Linked DNA regions of Mus musculus: region 2 is linked to region 1. The links are chromatin contacts, called in public promoter capture Hi-C maps. All regions are on one chromosome and are shown on one strand. Each heading gives the region's core, a stretch centred on a gene start, on an enhancer-like site or on the middle of the called end of the contact. The rest is flanking DNA. Distances are from core to core; before and after follow the strand shown.

Region 1 (6,947 bases), core at 3,116-5,615:
TAAAATACCTAGGCGTGACTCTAACTAAGGAAGTGAAAGATCTGTATGACAAGAATTTCATGTCTCTGGAGAAAGAAATTAAAGATCTCAGAAGATGGAAAGATCTCCCATGCTCATGGATCAGCAGGATCAATATAGTAAATGGCTATCTTGCCAAAAGCAATGTACAGATTCAATGCAATCCCCATCAAAATTCCAACTCAATTCTTCAACGAATTAGAAAGGGCAATCGGCAGATTCATCTGGAATAACAAAAAACCTAGGATAGCAAAAACTCTTCTCAAGGATAAAAGAACCTCAGGTGGAATCACCATGCCCGACCTAAAGATGTACTACAGAGCAATTGTGATAAAAACTGCATGGTACTGGTATAGCAACAGACAAGTAGACCAATGGAACAGATTGAAGACCCAGAGATGAACACACACACCTATGGTCACTTGATCTTTGACAAGGGAGCTAATACCATCCAGTGGAAAAAAGACAGCATTTTCAACAAATGGTGCTGGCACAACTGGCTGTTATCATGTAGAAGAATGAGAATTGATCCATTCCTATCTCCTTGTACTAAGGTCAAATGTAGGTGGATTAAGGAACTCCACATAAAACCAGAGACACTGTAACTTATAGAGAAAAAAGTGCGGAAAAGCCTCAAAGAGATGGGCACAGGGGAAAAATTCCTGAATAGAAACCCAATGGCTTGTGCTGTAAGATTGGGAATTGACAAATGGGACCTAATGAAACTCCAAAGTTTCTGCAAGGCAAAAGACACCGTCAATAAGACAAAAAGGCCACCAACAGATTGGGAAAGAATCTTTACCTCTCCTAAATCAGATAGGGGACTAATATCCAACATATATAAAGAACTCAAGAAGGTGGACTCCAGAAAAATCAAATAACCCCATTAAAAAATGAGGCTCAGAGCTAAACGAAGAATTCTCACCTGAGGAATACCGAATGGCTGAGAAGCACCTGAAAAAAGGTTCAGCATCCTTAATCATCAGGGAATTGCAAATCAAAACAACCCTGAGATTCCACCTCACACTAGTCAGAATGGCTAAGATCAAAAATTCAGGTGATAGCAGATGCTGGCAAGGATGTGGAGAAAGAAGAACACTCCTCCATTGTTGGTGAATCTGGAAATCAGTCTGGCGGTTCCTCAGAAAATTGGACATAGTACTACCTGAGGATCCAGTGATACCTCTCCTGGGCATATATCCAGAAAATGTTCCAACTGGTAAGAAGGACACATGCTCCACTATGTTCATAGCAGCCTTATTTATAATAGCCAGAAGCTGGAAAGAACCCAGATGCCCCTCAACAGAGGAATGGATACAGAAAATGTGGTACATTTACACAATGGAGTGCTACTCAGCTATTAAAAAGAATGAATTTATGAAATTTCTAGGCAAATGGATGGACCTGGAAGGCATCATCCTGAGTCAGGTAACCCGATCACAAGAGAACTCACATGATATGTACTCACTGATAAGTGGATATTAGCCCAGAAACTTAGAATACCCAAGATATAAGATACAATTTGCAAAACACATGAAACTCAAGAAGAACGAAGACCAAAGTGTGGACACTTTGCCCCTTCTTAGAATTAGGAACAAAACACCCATGGAAGGAGTTACAGAGACAAAGTTTGAACTGAGACGAAAGGACAGACCATCTAGAGACTGCCATATCTGGGGATCCATTCCTTAATCAGCTTCCAAAAGCTGACACCATTGCATACACTAGCTAGATTTTGCTGAAAGGACCCTGATATAACTGTCTCTTGTGAGACTATGCAGGGGCCTAGCAAACACAGAAGTGGATACTCACAGTTAGCTATTGGATGGATTACAGGGCCCCCATTGGAGGAGCTAGAGAAAGTACCCAAGGAGCTCAAGGGATCTGCAACCCTATAGGTAGAACAACAATATGAACTAACCAGTACCCTCAGGAGCTCGTGTCTCTAGCTGCATATGTATCAGAAGATGGCCTAGTCAGCCATCAGTGGAAAGAGAGTCCCATTGGTCGTGCAAACTTTATATGCCTCAGTATAGGGGATCGCCAGGTCCAACAAGTGGGAGTGAGTGGGTAGGGGAGTGGGGGGAGGCCATGGGGGACTTTTGGGATACCATTGGAAATGTAAATGAGGAAAATAGCTAATAAAAAAAATTTTTAAAGCCGGGCGTGGTGGTGCACGCCTTTGATCCCAGCACTTGGGAGCAGAGGCAGGTGGATTTCTGAGTTCGAGGCCAGCCTTGTCTACACAGTGAGTTCCAGGGCTGTACAGAGAAACCCTGTCTCAAAAAACTAAAAAAAAAAAAGAAAGAAAAAAATTTTTTTAAAGAATTCAATCAGAGCAGGAACCTGGAGGTTCTTCCCTGAAGAAGCTGATGCCAAGGCCATGGTAGGATGCTGCTTCCCAGCTTCTGCCCATGGCTTGTTCAGCCTGCTTTCTTATAAAACCCAGGACCACCAGTCTAGGAATAGCAACACCCAAAGTGGTTTGTGCCATCCTTCATAAATCACTAATTAATAAAATGCATACAGGCTTGCAAACAGCCTGATGTTATGAAGGCATTTTGTCAATTGAGGCTCTCCCCTCTCCGATCACTCTAGCTTGTGTCAAGTTGACATCAAACTAGCTAGCTCATCAAGTACACAGAAATTGTCATCAATGGAACTAGGCTGTAAATATAGAATCCTCCAGTGATGTTCACATAAACTAATATTCACATATGCTATGAAATAGAACCACTGTAGCTCAACACCAGGTCAAACATCATGTAGATGGTGCCCTACCAAGTCTAATTTGCATGAAGGATGTATAGTTAACCAAATCACCACAGAAATAAAGGAGAGAATTTGATGCAATGCATAAGATGACACCAAATACATAAAATTAAGAGAAATACTACTATGCTTTATGATAAAAACAAAGGCCTACTATGGTGGCAGATATATAACACAAAAAAATAACTTTATATGCCCTAGTACAGGAGAACACCAGGGCCAAGAAGTGGAAGTTGGTGGGTAGGAGAGCGGGGCGGGTTGGGGGTGGGGGGTATGGGGGACTTTCAGGATAACATTTGAAATGTAAATGAAGAAAATACCTAATAAAAATTTTGGAAAAAAATAAAACAGCCTAAGTCAACTCCTGAATTTTAATTATTTTTATTTACTTTTTATTTCATCATTCAGAGTAACAGTACTTCTCCTGGCATTTCATATGTACTTGGTTTTTAGATAAACCTCTTCCTCACCTCTCTTCTCTTCCATCTCTCCACCTCCATCCACGATTAAACACTTCCACCAATAGGAGTGTTGTAAATATAGAATCTTTCATAGCATGTATATCACATGTCTACAGTTACCTTCCAATTCCCTCTCCCTTAAGCCTCTTTTTACCCTCTCATGGGCCCCTTTCTAATTTTCTGGCATCCATCCATATTCCCTGTCTCATAAACACACATATATAAAAGTTAAAGGCTAGATCCACACATGAGACATAGCATGCAGTGTTTGTCTTTCTGTGTCTAGGTGACCTTGCTCAACATATTTTCCAGTTCTGTGTATTTTTCCTGAAACTTTCAAATTAATATTTTTAATGGGATCTTACCAGTATATGGGACATGAGCTACTATGCTCATGTAAAACTCCATTCAACATTGCCTAACCTTACAGAACACAGAGTCAGCATCCTAGTCACCTTCAGCTTCCAAGCTTTCACTGTTAGCTGGGCATAACCAGGACACTGTCAAATACACTGGAGATGCTGGAATGCCACACACCACATGAGAACAGCCAATCTGAAATCTCTGTGGACCAAAGGGCTCCCATTACCTTCTCTAAAACATTATAAACTCATAACTTCATATAATGCTATTGACTTAATAAGATTATATGAAGTGCTGTAACAGTTTTCTATGGAGGGGCATAATATATAAACCTGCACCAATCCATACCCACATTAAATTTTAAAAGGATGATTTTGTCACAGCAAAATTAGTGTCTATTGGTTCAGTATTTAAAGCACATTATATACTTCGATGTAATTTTCCTGAGCCACCACCAAAACAACCCTCCAAATTTTGCAACATATGTAATGGCAAATTTAGGAGTGTTCCACTTTCTCCACATCTTCACTAAACATACAGAAAGAAAAAAATTCAGGAAATTATGGAGGACTAGTTCAATTTCAGATTTAGCCTAAATACTTTCCAGCAATCAACCAATTAGCAGCACAGCTATAACCTCATTATCCACACTGATCCAACAAATCTTTGTGCTGTTATAGAAACAGAATGATTGACAAAAACACCAAGAACACTAAAAATATAATTGAAACCATAAGGTGAATGTTGCAGAAATGAACTTGTAAACTCTCGGCCATTACCTAACCCAGAACAGATGTCTAGCCCCCTGTGACAGAACACAACTACTGGGAAGGGGTATGGCAAGATATCACAAATGGCATGTAAGTTTAATCAGCAATCAATAACAGCTTACATACACTGTGAATTCCACAGTTTGATCAACAGGCAATAAAAGCATAAATAGGACCACCAAGGCCTTCTAGAATCTAAAGAGATGTTCGTTGCACAAAATCTAGCCTTCAAGAGGAACTGGTGATAGTTTATTCTGCCGTATCAATCCCATAAGCATTCAATGATTATAATTCCTGAAAGTGAGTTGGAGGAGAGCCTTTATACACATCTGGATATTATATCAGCATCAGTTTACCATATACTTAAAGACATTACCCCAACCATAGACTGTTACCCAGCAACTTACTGTTGATAAAATTCCCTCCCTGGAGTAGGACATCTACCTCCTCCTCATAAGTTCCTAAGGACAAACCAAAGTCCCCTTCCACCATATCCCACCCTGGAGATCCAATGAGTTTATTGGGCTTCTTTATTGAACATGAATGATGGGTTACTGACAGGCACATGTGTGACTCCAAAGCAATCATACTGGAAAGTCTTCATCTAGAATGAATGATGGCTTCCCCACAGCTGTATAGATTGAAGCCCCTCCCCACAGTCTTTTCACTTATGTATTCTAACCCCTTCCATATACCCAAGATCTCAGGAAATTACAGCAAATTTTCATGCACATGGTTAGGAGAAGTTGCTGGTACCTCAGGTAATGGTCCCATGGCCCTTCCCACCCTCTCCTTTTATGAGGGAACATCAATAGTCAACATTCAACTAGCAAATACAAAAAATTCATTTGCTCCCACCAAGCATGCAGATGCTACACAGAGTGAATATTCACCTGCATTGGTGAATGACATTGAAAGAATACACACAAAATGAATATTATCCCAACTAATGGAGAAAGTCCTGAAACACATACACATTATATGCAGATTCATAGTCTAACCAGAACCCTCTGACATGGACTAGAACTGGCTAGTGTAACTTGGTAGACACAATTTGATCACACCCAAAGAAACCATTGTTCTTACCTCTAGAAATTATGTTTAGATTTGATTTGCATCATGAACCTCTGTATTGCATATGAGCAAGGAAAAAAAAGTAGTGTATGAGAGGACAAAAATTCTTCTTCTTGCAAAGCCAGTGAACTCTTCCTCTCATAATCAGGGGGTGGAGTGTTGAGCTCAGGGTGTGCCCTGCCTCCTTGACTCCACTTTATGTAAAAGAGTAATTTTTCAGGATGCACCTTACACAGAAAGACCACATTTAGCAAGCAGCTTTTGACTCTGGATTGAACATGAACAAAGATAGAAAAAGTCTGAACATGAACAACACCACCTTTCTGGCACCATCTATATAAAGACAAGCTGAGAAATATCTTATTCCTAAAGGTGACAGGGGTGTCACTTTGTGTCAACGTAAACTGGGACTATAGGAGAGTGTGGAATTACTCACATATCCAGAAAACCAGGGTCAAGAATACAAAAAGCACACTACATAAAATAGTGCCTACAACACTCTGACATAGACCTCCTAAAGAGGAGATCACTAAAAATGTGATAGTAATGGCATCAGCCCCACTGACCTGTCACCTGGTCACCTAGTGCATGCATCAAGAGACTGGCAGAGAACTTCCAATTGCATAAGGGTTTCATCTCAGTCTCTACCATTGACATTACCTGCTTGAATTGCCATCCAACTAGATCTACTATCTTTCCATATGCCTATTGTTTTATCCTTGCTTCACCCCACAAACTCTATAGTCTCCTATTCACTTCTGCAGCTCAACTATACCCTGACACTAGGCTCAAACTTGTGAACCAGCAACTTGACTCTAACAGTAGTATCGTATTTCAATGGAGAGTTTTCTGTGTTCCTATCAATTCCTGATTCTGCCTCAGTTAGACTTTTTTGAAATTTCCTGAACTCTGTAGTGGTCTCTTTAGCCTTCTGTGGGCATTCTGTAATCCCCATATAGATGTATTCACTGCACAGTGTGTGAGCTGAGAGCTAATATTAACAATTAAGTCTAGTAAAAGAACTTTTGTTTGCTTTGGCTGGCTTTCAATGAAATCAGAACTTCTTGACAGATGAAACTATCATGCCTTGTAAATGTACCATTATTCAATAAACTGTGATGTAAAAAGACATAAATGTGTTTGTGATTTTTCTTTCTCATGACTGGTAGACCAAACCCAGATCTCTGCCAGGATATAATGTAAATGGCCTCTAGCCCAGTTCCCAGGAGAGCCATGTTCACCTCTCATGAACTAGCTTTCACATTAGTCAATATTTCTTTTAGCATTCTCACCTCCAAACTCCTACTAGAATGGTCTCCTAGGTTTCATTTACATGAATCTAGAGCTTTTCTCATCCACAGTTCCAAACTCTTCCACATTCCTCTTACAAAACAGCCTCAAAAGCCTATGAACCACATAGGCAGATTCATCGCAGCATCAACTCAACTTCTTGGTACCAACTCTCTATATTTGCTACTTTTCTCATTGC
Region 2 (7,925 bases), core at 5,385-7,884, 330 kb after region 1:
AGTCATGCTTCCACATGACTTGGACTCCTTAAGTAAAGGGTCAAGCCGGGCGTGGTGGCACACGCCTTTAATCCCAGCACTCGGGAGGCAGAGGCAGGTGGATTTCTGAGTTCAAGGCCAGCCTGGTCTACAAGGTGAGTTCCAGGACAGCCAGGGCTATACAGAGAAACCCTTGTCTTGAAAAACCAAAAAAAAAAAAAAAAAGTAAAGGGTCAAAACTAACACCAGTTATGGAAGAAAAACATTCCTCAAGGTTCCATATCATAGCTTGTTTTTTTGTTGTTGTTTTTTGTTTTTGTTTTTTTTTTGTTTTTGTTTTTTTGAAACAGGCAGGATCTATCTAGTCCTGGCAACTCACTATGTAAGAGCAGGCTGGCCTCCAACTCAGACATCTGCCAATCTCTGAGTCCAGAGTGCTAGAACTAAAAGCAATGTCTCCCTATGTCCAGTTGCATTCTATAGATTTAAAGGCCAAAGAGAACAACAGTCCTTAAAGAGGATGCTAGAAAAGTTACCCTAAACAGCACAATGATGCATACAATTGTTATAAGACATATTCTAAGCTCTGTGTGTGGTATGCCTGCAATCCCAGAACTTGGGAGGCAGAGGCAGGAGGATCACCACCAGTTTGAAGCTGGCAGAGGCGTCATGGTAAGCGTCAGGTTCAGCCAGGACTACAGAGTGAATGAAAAGCAGCCGGATGGGCCAAGGAGATGGCTCAAAGCGTAAAGGTGCTTCCTGCCCAGCCCAACTATGATCCTTAGAACACACAGTGAGAGAGAGAACCAACTCCCAAAAGTTGACCTCTAACTGCCCCATATACACCATAGCGTGTGGACCCATAAATGTACAAAATAAATAAATGCAACTTTAATCTTTCTTTTAAGTCAGGGTTCCACTGTGTTGATCAGGCTGGCCTTGAACTCACAGAGATCCACCTGCCTCTGTTTCCCAAGTGCTGGGATTAAAAGAATTGACACTTTAATTAAAAAAAAAAAAAAAAAAAGGGAACATTCTGCCTAGAAGTGCTGAGATCAGAAATCCGTCACTAGTACCTCCAGATCCATCACATGCCTTAAAGCTCCATCTCGCCAGTGAACAATACGCCACCACCTAACTCTGCTCTTAATGAGGGAAGCTGAGCCTGCAGTGCTCTCCCAAGCCTGCTACCTGCAGTCTCCAGGTACCCGGGCACACCAACAAGTCTCACTACTGCAAACTCTCCACTTTTGCTTCCCACTAGCTTCCTTCCAAGAACTGAGAGGAAAGTGGAGAGGAAAGACTCCATTTCTGTCTCTAAAGAAAGGAAGGAGAGGGTAGGGGACAACCAAACCACACTAGCTTCCCACGGCCACCTCAGTCAATCCTGACAGGCCTGGGGACGGGAAACTCCTGGAACAAAATGGGTCCAAGACAAGGCAGTTCTGGTCCTGCTCTCAGAGTGTGGAAACCCACAAGCTATTATTCCCCCCAGCCTGGTCCTGGGCAAATCCTGTTCCTGGGACACTGCACTTCCTCCCTCTCCACTAGCTTTGACTTTGCTTGCTGGCAGTCAGATCTTAAGGAAGGGTCTTACTTTGTATCCCTGGCTGGCTTAGAACTCGGTATGAAGAACAGGCTTACCTGGAAACCAAAGTAGACCAGGCTAACCTGGAACTCATAGAAATCCACCCCTGTGTCTCTAAAGTACTGGGATTAAAGGTGTATACCACACCTAGCTCTATCTTCTTTCTCTATATACATTAAACCAGTGGTTTGCAACCATCCTAATGTTATGACCCTATAATAGAGTCTCATGTTGTGGTGACCCCCACCCCAATCGCAAAATTATTTTGTTGCTACTTCATAACTCACACAAACCCACAGGTAAATTCGGGCACATGAGGGACTCTGGATTAGGGACGGTGCAGGAAGGCTGCTAACCTGAGTCTGACACCACCCTCCCCAACCCACATGGTAGAGGAAAAGAACCAACTTGCACAAGTTGTCCTCTGACCTCCACATGGGCACCATGGCACATGCATGACCTTTCCACACAGACAGACAGACATACATAAGGTGTGTAAACTTTTATTTTTAAAGACAGAAACACCACATTTTACTGAAGAGAAATGAGTGTGCTTACCTTTGAGAAGTGCAACCGACAGCTGGTCAGTGTTCAGGTTATTGACATATTTCCCCAAATAGGTATTGAGAACCCAAGCCACCAGACCTTCCAACATGACTATTTCCTCAGAAAAAGGTGCTTAAGAATCATGGATCAGTCTTTTATTTCTCTCTCTCATGGTCTCTGAATCTATAAAAGAAAAAGGGGAAAAAAAAAGTTAACAGAGCACAGCTCGGTGTGGTGTGGCACGCCATAATGCTGGCACCTGGGAGGTAGAGGCAGTCGGGCTTCTCAGAGTTCCAGACCTGCCTAGTCTAGAATTCCAGGCCAGCCAGGAATAAATAATAAGTTCCTGCCTCAAAACAACAACAAAAAGTACCTAGATGTATTTCTGTGTTGACTCACAGTTCTGCTTGCCTCGAGCTGGATTCGGGAAGATGGGCACCCATACTGATCTTCAGCTACGGGGACAGTCACTTGGAAACTCTGAAAATCACCTGCAATTTGAAGCTAAGCCTTCTAGTCAGCTGTTCTCTGACATCCTTCCTTTGGGGTAGACTTGGGACCAGACTGGCCTCATCAGAGCTTTTCACAGGGGCAACCTGGCAACATTTGAAGAAGTTTTTTTTTTCTTTTCTATGTATATGTGTGTGCACTGTACGCATGCAGGAGCCTGCGGGGGCCAGAGGAGGGCATAAGGTGCCTGGAACTTGAGTTATAGAAGGTTATGAGCCTCCATGTGGGTGCTGAGAACCAAACTCAATTCCTCTGCAAGACTAGTGTTCTTAACCACTGCCATCTCTCCAGCTCTGTGAAGACGTTTTTGGTTAATTGTTACTTCGGATGCTGCTTGGCTATCTTGTGAGGAGGGTCTGTAGAAGCTGATAAGCATCTTACAATATTCACGACAACCCCAATCAGCAAAGACTAATCCAAGCAGAAAATATTCAAGAGGCTATGTGAATGAAATTCACACTCTACAACTCTAATTAGGGTGTCCTAATTAAAATTAGCAAATTTATTCATTAGGCTCATTCATAAAAATCACCTAAATGGAAGAGAAAGGCAATGCTTTATCACTGACCTTTTTTTTTTTTTCTTTTAGACCAGAGTCTAATATATCCAAGGCTGGTCTTGAACTTACCACATAGCTGAGGACATATCCTTGAACTTCTAACTCTCCTGTTCACCTTCTTAGGAGGTGCTGGGATTACAAATCTGCACCATCACATATGGTGTATGTGGTGCTGGGAACTGAACCTAGGGCTTCAAGCACACTAGGCAAGCACCCTGCTCACTTAGGTACATCTCCAGCCTTATCACTAATCTTCACCAGTCCCATTGATGCTGACCTAATGACTATTTTAGGTCAGCAAAGGCAAACACCACAAGTGCTCTGGTTACCGGTTCAGCCTTTAGATTCAGTACTAAATCACGATTGCTTGTTACAATTAGTATAACGTTGTGTTTGCAGTATTATAAAAATATAGATTATTTTATTAAACACACACTTAATAAACACTCTAAAGCTTATCAGAATATTGATTGGCAATTAAAGTCAGCTTTCCTTTCTTTCATCTGCTGTTAGTATGTAAAGGATACTTTAGCTAATATCTTTAAAAGTGTTCCACTGGGGAGCTAAAGTCATGGCTCAATGGTTAAGAGCACTGGCTGCTCTTCTAGAGACCCAGGTTCAATCAATTTCCAGCAACCACCTGGTAGTTCACAACCATCTGTAGCTCCAGTTTCACAGAATTTGATGCCCTCTTTGTACTCCATAGACACCAGGCACACATGCGGTCCACAGGCATTCATACAGGCAAAACACTCATAATATAAAATAAATTTTAAGAAAAGTTTTGCCTAAAGTTGCATAGATATTTTTACTCTTACAGTTAGGTTGAGGGGCATCCAAATAGCTCAGAGGAAAAAGGCACCTGCTACCAACCTGAGAGCTTGATTTCCATCCCTAGGGCCCACATGCAGGAGAGAAGTGGCTTCAGAAAACTGTCCTCTAACCTCCACTTGCATGCTGTGGTATGGGCACACCGCCCCCAGACCCGAATGCATATATACACACAAAAATAAACATATTTTCTAAGTGAGCATGAGAAAGATTAAGAAAAAAAAAGTTTAAGTGAGAGGCAAGAATGGCGATGCAGGCCTTTATCTCAGTACTGGCAGGCAGAAGCAGGTGGATCTGTGAGTTTAAGGGCAGCCTGGTCTACACAGCAGTTCCAGAACAGCCAGGGGCTATATACCCTGTCTCAAAACAAAAGTTTAGCTGGGTTCTCAGATCACTGGTCTAATGGACTCCAGTAAGGACTCTAAGCTGTAAATCTTGCTCCTAGGCCATCAAGTTGGTCACCAGCCACCACACCAGCCATTCCAGATTTCCTGTGGCATGTGTCCCACTTGGAACCAGACTATTTTCAGGATCATTTCCAAGGACTTTGCCCCATGACTAGTGATTTATCTTACTGCCAGGAGATACACTCACCCCAAGGAAAAAGCTAACAACATAAGACAGACCCAAAACAAAAGCTCCCCTAAAAGTTGACCCAGCCTCAAAGGAAGGCAGATATTTACTTGTCTATGCAAGACATAATTATAATCAGGGACAGTTAAAAAAAAATCAATTAACTCTTCAGGGTGATGATCTACACCTTTAATTCCAGCACAAGGGAAGAAGAGGTAGGCAATCTCTGAATGGAAGGACGATCATCTCATTTACATAGGGGTTCCAGGCCAGCCAGAGCTACAAATTGAGACCCTGTCTCAATAACAATATTAATTTTGCAGAAAATGCACTTTATTGTCTTATTTCTTTCAAAAGAATTGGGGGGGGTAGGTTATGCTCCAGATATAAAGCCAAGAATCTGGGGAGGGGGACTCCTCGGCATTTGCTTTCAAGGTCACAAAAACAATTTTTAAAAATTTTTAATCAAAAATGCTTCACAGTGTAAATAAACGTTTCTCTATTGTCATTTCAACAAGGTAAATCTATTAAAAACACAATGTGAAGCTGACTACCTTGTTTTATTATGTGAGCCTCAAACAGTCCTGGGCACCAAGCCAAGGCTAAAGTAATCTTTATTTTTGTTATTGCCATTAATTTCAGCCCTAAAAGCCAACTCTCCCTAAAATGCCAACTCCAGATGTTTTCCCAGTAAAGAGAAACTACTGTCGGGCTAGCATGGTGTCTCAGAGGTGAAGGAAATCGCTACCAAGACTGAGTTTAAACCCCAGAACCCATATGGTTAAAAAGAGACTACAGACTCCCACAGGTGGTCTTCTGACAGCTGCCCTCCTCCAGCCCCCAATACACATAAAATAAGTGTAAAATAAATTTACTTTTCCAGGAAACTATTGTCGTTTTGTACCCATGCTCTGCCCCTTCCATACTTATTCTCGATGTAGAAGAACACAAAGTACACATTTAAAAGTACACATGAGCTGTTAGCGCCCTACAGATGTTCTTCTGCTCCGTGTGAGGCCCAAGCCAGAAAGCATCCATTAGCTCTACTAAGCATCTAGAGCAGGCTTGAGGCCACTTCAAGGATTCCCTTAAGGAATCTGGTTTCAGGGAGGTCCGCCAGGCTGGCCAGAATCCCAGAGTATTTATATGCTCATCAGGACTTCTAGGCAGCTGCCCGGTAATAACCCCCACCTGGCTTCCCCTATCTGGTGTGGCAGGTGACACTGAGGGATCTGGGTTCAACCCACAGCCTGGGCAGACAGCCGGACATGACCTTGAGCCAGGCCCCACCCGAGAAGAGGCCAGACCGGGGAATAGGAAGCACTGGCATTTGGACCTGGAGAATCCCTGTGCCAGGCAGCTAGGGCTGAGTGCTGAGGGATTCCAGGAGCTCTGCCACAAGGGGACAACTCCAAGTGTGTGTCAGGCCGGGGGCTCCGCAGGAACGCGAAGCTTCCCTGGCCTTTCCATATCTCCGGTCTGCTGTCAGAACCCCAAGCCTGGCAGCAACAGGGGACAGAGCCACCAAGCCTAGAGAAGATGGCTCTCTAGGGGTAAGAGAGGCGAAGAGTGTCCCCTACAAGAAGGAAAAGTTGGGAAGAGAGGGACCCTGGGGACAAACCTAATGTCCCCACCCAGAGGTGACCCCAGAGGGGATGGAGGCACTGAGGGAAGGGACGCCGCCCCACTAGGGGTGTGCTGAAGAGACACTCGCACGTTGGAATCAAGCCTCGGGAGACGTGACACCCAAAATCCAGTGGTGTCTCCAGGCTGCAGAGACCGGTGCCCCGAGCCCGGGCCTGAAGTGCCAGCGACTCTCGGGCTCCGGGGTCCCCGCGAGGGCGCCCGGGCTCCGGGAGAGGCCGGCTGCCGCGGACCCCGAGTCGGGCCGTCGGAGCACAGCCAGGTCGATCGCGTGGCCGCTTTCCTTGAGGTCCTCCGCCTTGACCGCCGCCCCCCTACCTGTCGCTGTAGCTGTAGCTACCGCTGTCGCTGTCGCTGCCGCCCAAGCCCGGTTCTGCGAGGTGCTTCCTCTCCGCCACTCCTCAATGGCGGTGACTAGAGCGCTAGACTCGACCAATCGAGTGGCTACGTACCTGGGCCTGGCCAGCAGAGCACCGAGCCGTCGATGGGGCGCCCCCTAGCGTCCGCAGCCGTTCCTGTAAGGGCGGCGGGTGCCTCCCAGTATGCTGGGGGCTTAATGAGCAACAGCTCAATCAGCCCCGTTTTACAAATGGGTAAACTGAGAGCCGGGACAGTGTAGGAATATAAATCATCCTAGTTCAAACATTATCGTGCCTCCAAAACCGCCCTGCTTTCCATCTGCCTTTTTATCCCACCACCAATAATGACCCCTTGACTGCCACTGAAGTCTGTAATTCAAACCATGCCTTTAGCCCTGCTTAAACCACTCCCCCCACTACACTTGTATTAAAATTCATCTCCTGGGCTGTCAAGATAGCTCAGCTGGAACAGGACCTTGCAACCAAGCCAGATGACCAATTCCCAGCACCCATGTGGTGGAAGGAGCGAACTGATTCACCCAAAGTGTCCTCTGACCTACAGGTGTGCCTGCCCACATATACACACAAAATGAATAAATGCAAATTTTAATTAAAAAAATACCTCCTTCTGAGCATTCAGGAAAGTTAATAGTTGGAAGGCAGCTTGGGCTACATAGTGGGTTCATCCATATCCTGTCTCAAACCCCATCCTCTCGCTTTTCCACCCCCAAAATACACACACAATACTTCTTGAAGGCAGGAACCACTATATAAAGCCAGGCATGGTGGCACACACTTGTAAGCATACACACTGAGCCCAGGGCTCAGGAGGTAGAGAGAGAAAGGAAGATGAGGTGTCTAAGGTCATTCTCAAGATACGTAATGAATTGGGGGCCAATCTGGGCTACTTGAGACTGTCTCAAAAATAAAACAAGTAAAAAATAAAAACCCTCTGTACTGTGCCACACTAAAATTTGTCTGGTCTTATTCCCTTTCTATGGCTTTCTCTGGTTCACTTGACTCACAAAATGCTTCAGTTCCTGCCTCCAGTCCTTTGCATCCGTCATTCTCTCTGCTTAGCATGCTGTTCTCCTAGATCAGTGCGGTCCTACAGAAGTATAATGCCAGCCCCAAATAGACTCATTTGTTACTTGCTATATCAAAAGAGATGAGCCAGTCGGGCGTGGTGGCACACGCCTTTAATCCCAGCACTTGGGAGGCAGAGGCAGGTGGATTTCTGAGTTCAAGGCCAGCCTGGTCTACAAAGTGAGTTCCAGGACAGCCAGGGCTATACAGAGAAACCCTGTCTCGAAAACACAAAAAACAAACAAACAAA

What was found. Promoter capture Hi-C pulls out the DNA fragments that hold promoters and counts their contacts.
Region 2: a promoter capture Hi-C map of second pharyngeal arch cranial neural crest shows a contact between it and region 1. The contact joins the promoter of Vps13d here to the enhancer-like site in region 1. A contact is called at or near these places in 5 of 39 promoter capture datasets (cranial neural crest, embryonic stem cells, liver and 2 more) and 3 of 115 datasets of contacts at active chromatin or transcription factors (bone marrow-derived macrophages, embryonic limb bud and stem cell-derived neural progenitor cells).

The regions. Positions count from the first base shown.
Region 1 is chr4:144,857,541-144,864,487 of GRCm38.p6, forward strand. No RefSeq gene overlaps it. Among named protein-coding and RNA genes, the nearest start is that of Dhrs3, 32 kb to the right of the region's middle. Within about 2 kb of position 4,366, at least 3 of the 459 cell types and tissues checked have an H3K27ac peak or open chromatin away from gene starts, as enhancers often do. A contact at or near this core is called in second pharyngeal arch cranial neural crest, where this site is marked.
Region 2 is chr4:145,188,371-145,196,295 of GRCm38.p6, forward strand. Vps13d (vacuolar protein sorting 13D) reads right to left here and starts at 6,635. Exons shown (of 70, transcript NM_001276465.1): 1 at 6,549-6,635; 2 at 2,126-2,296. The coding sequence starts at 2,222.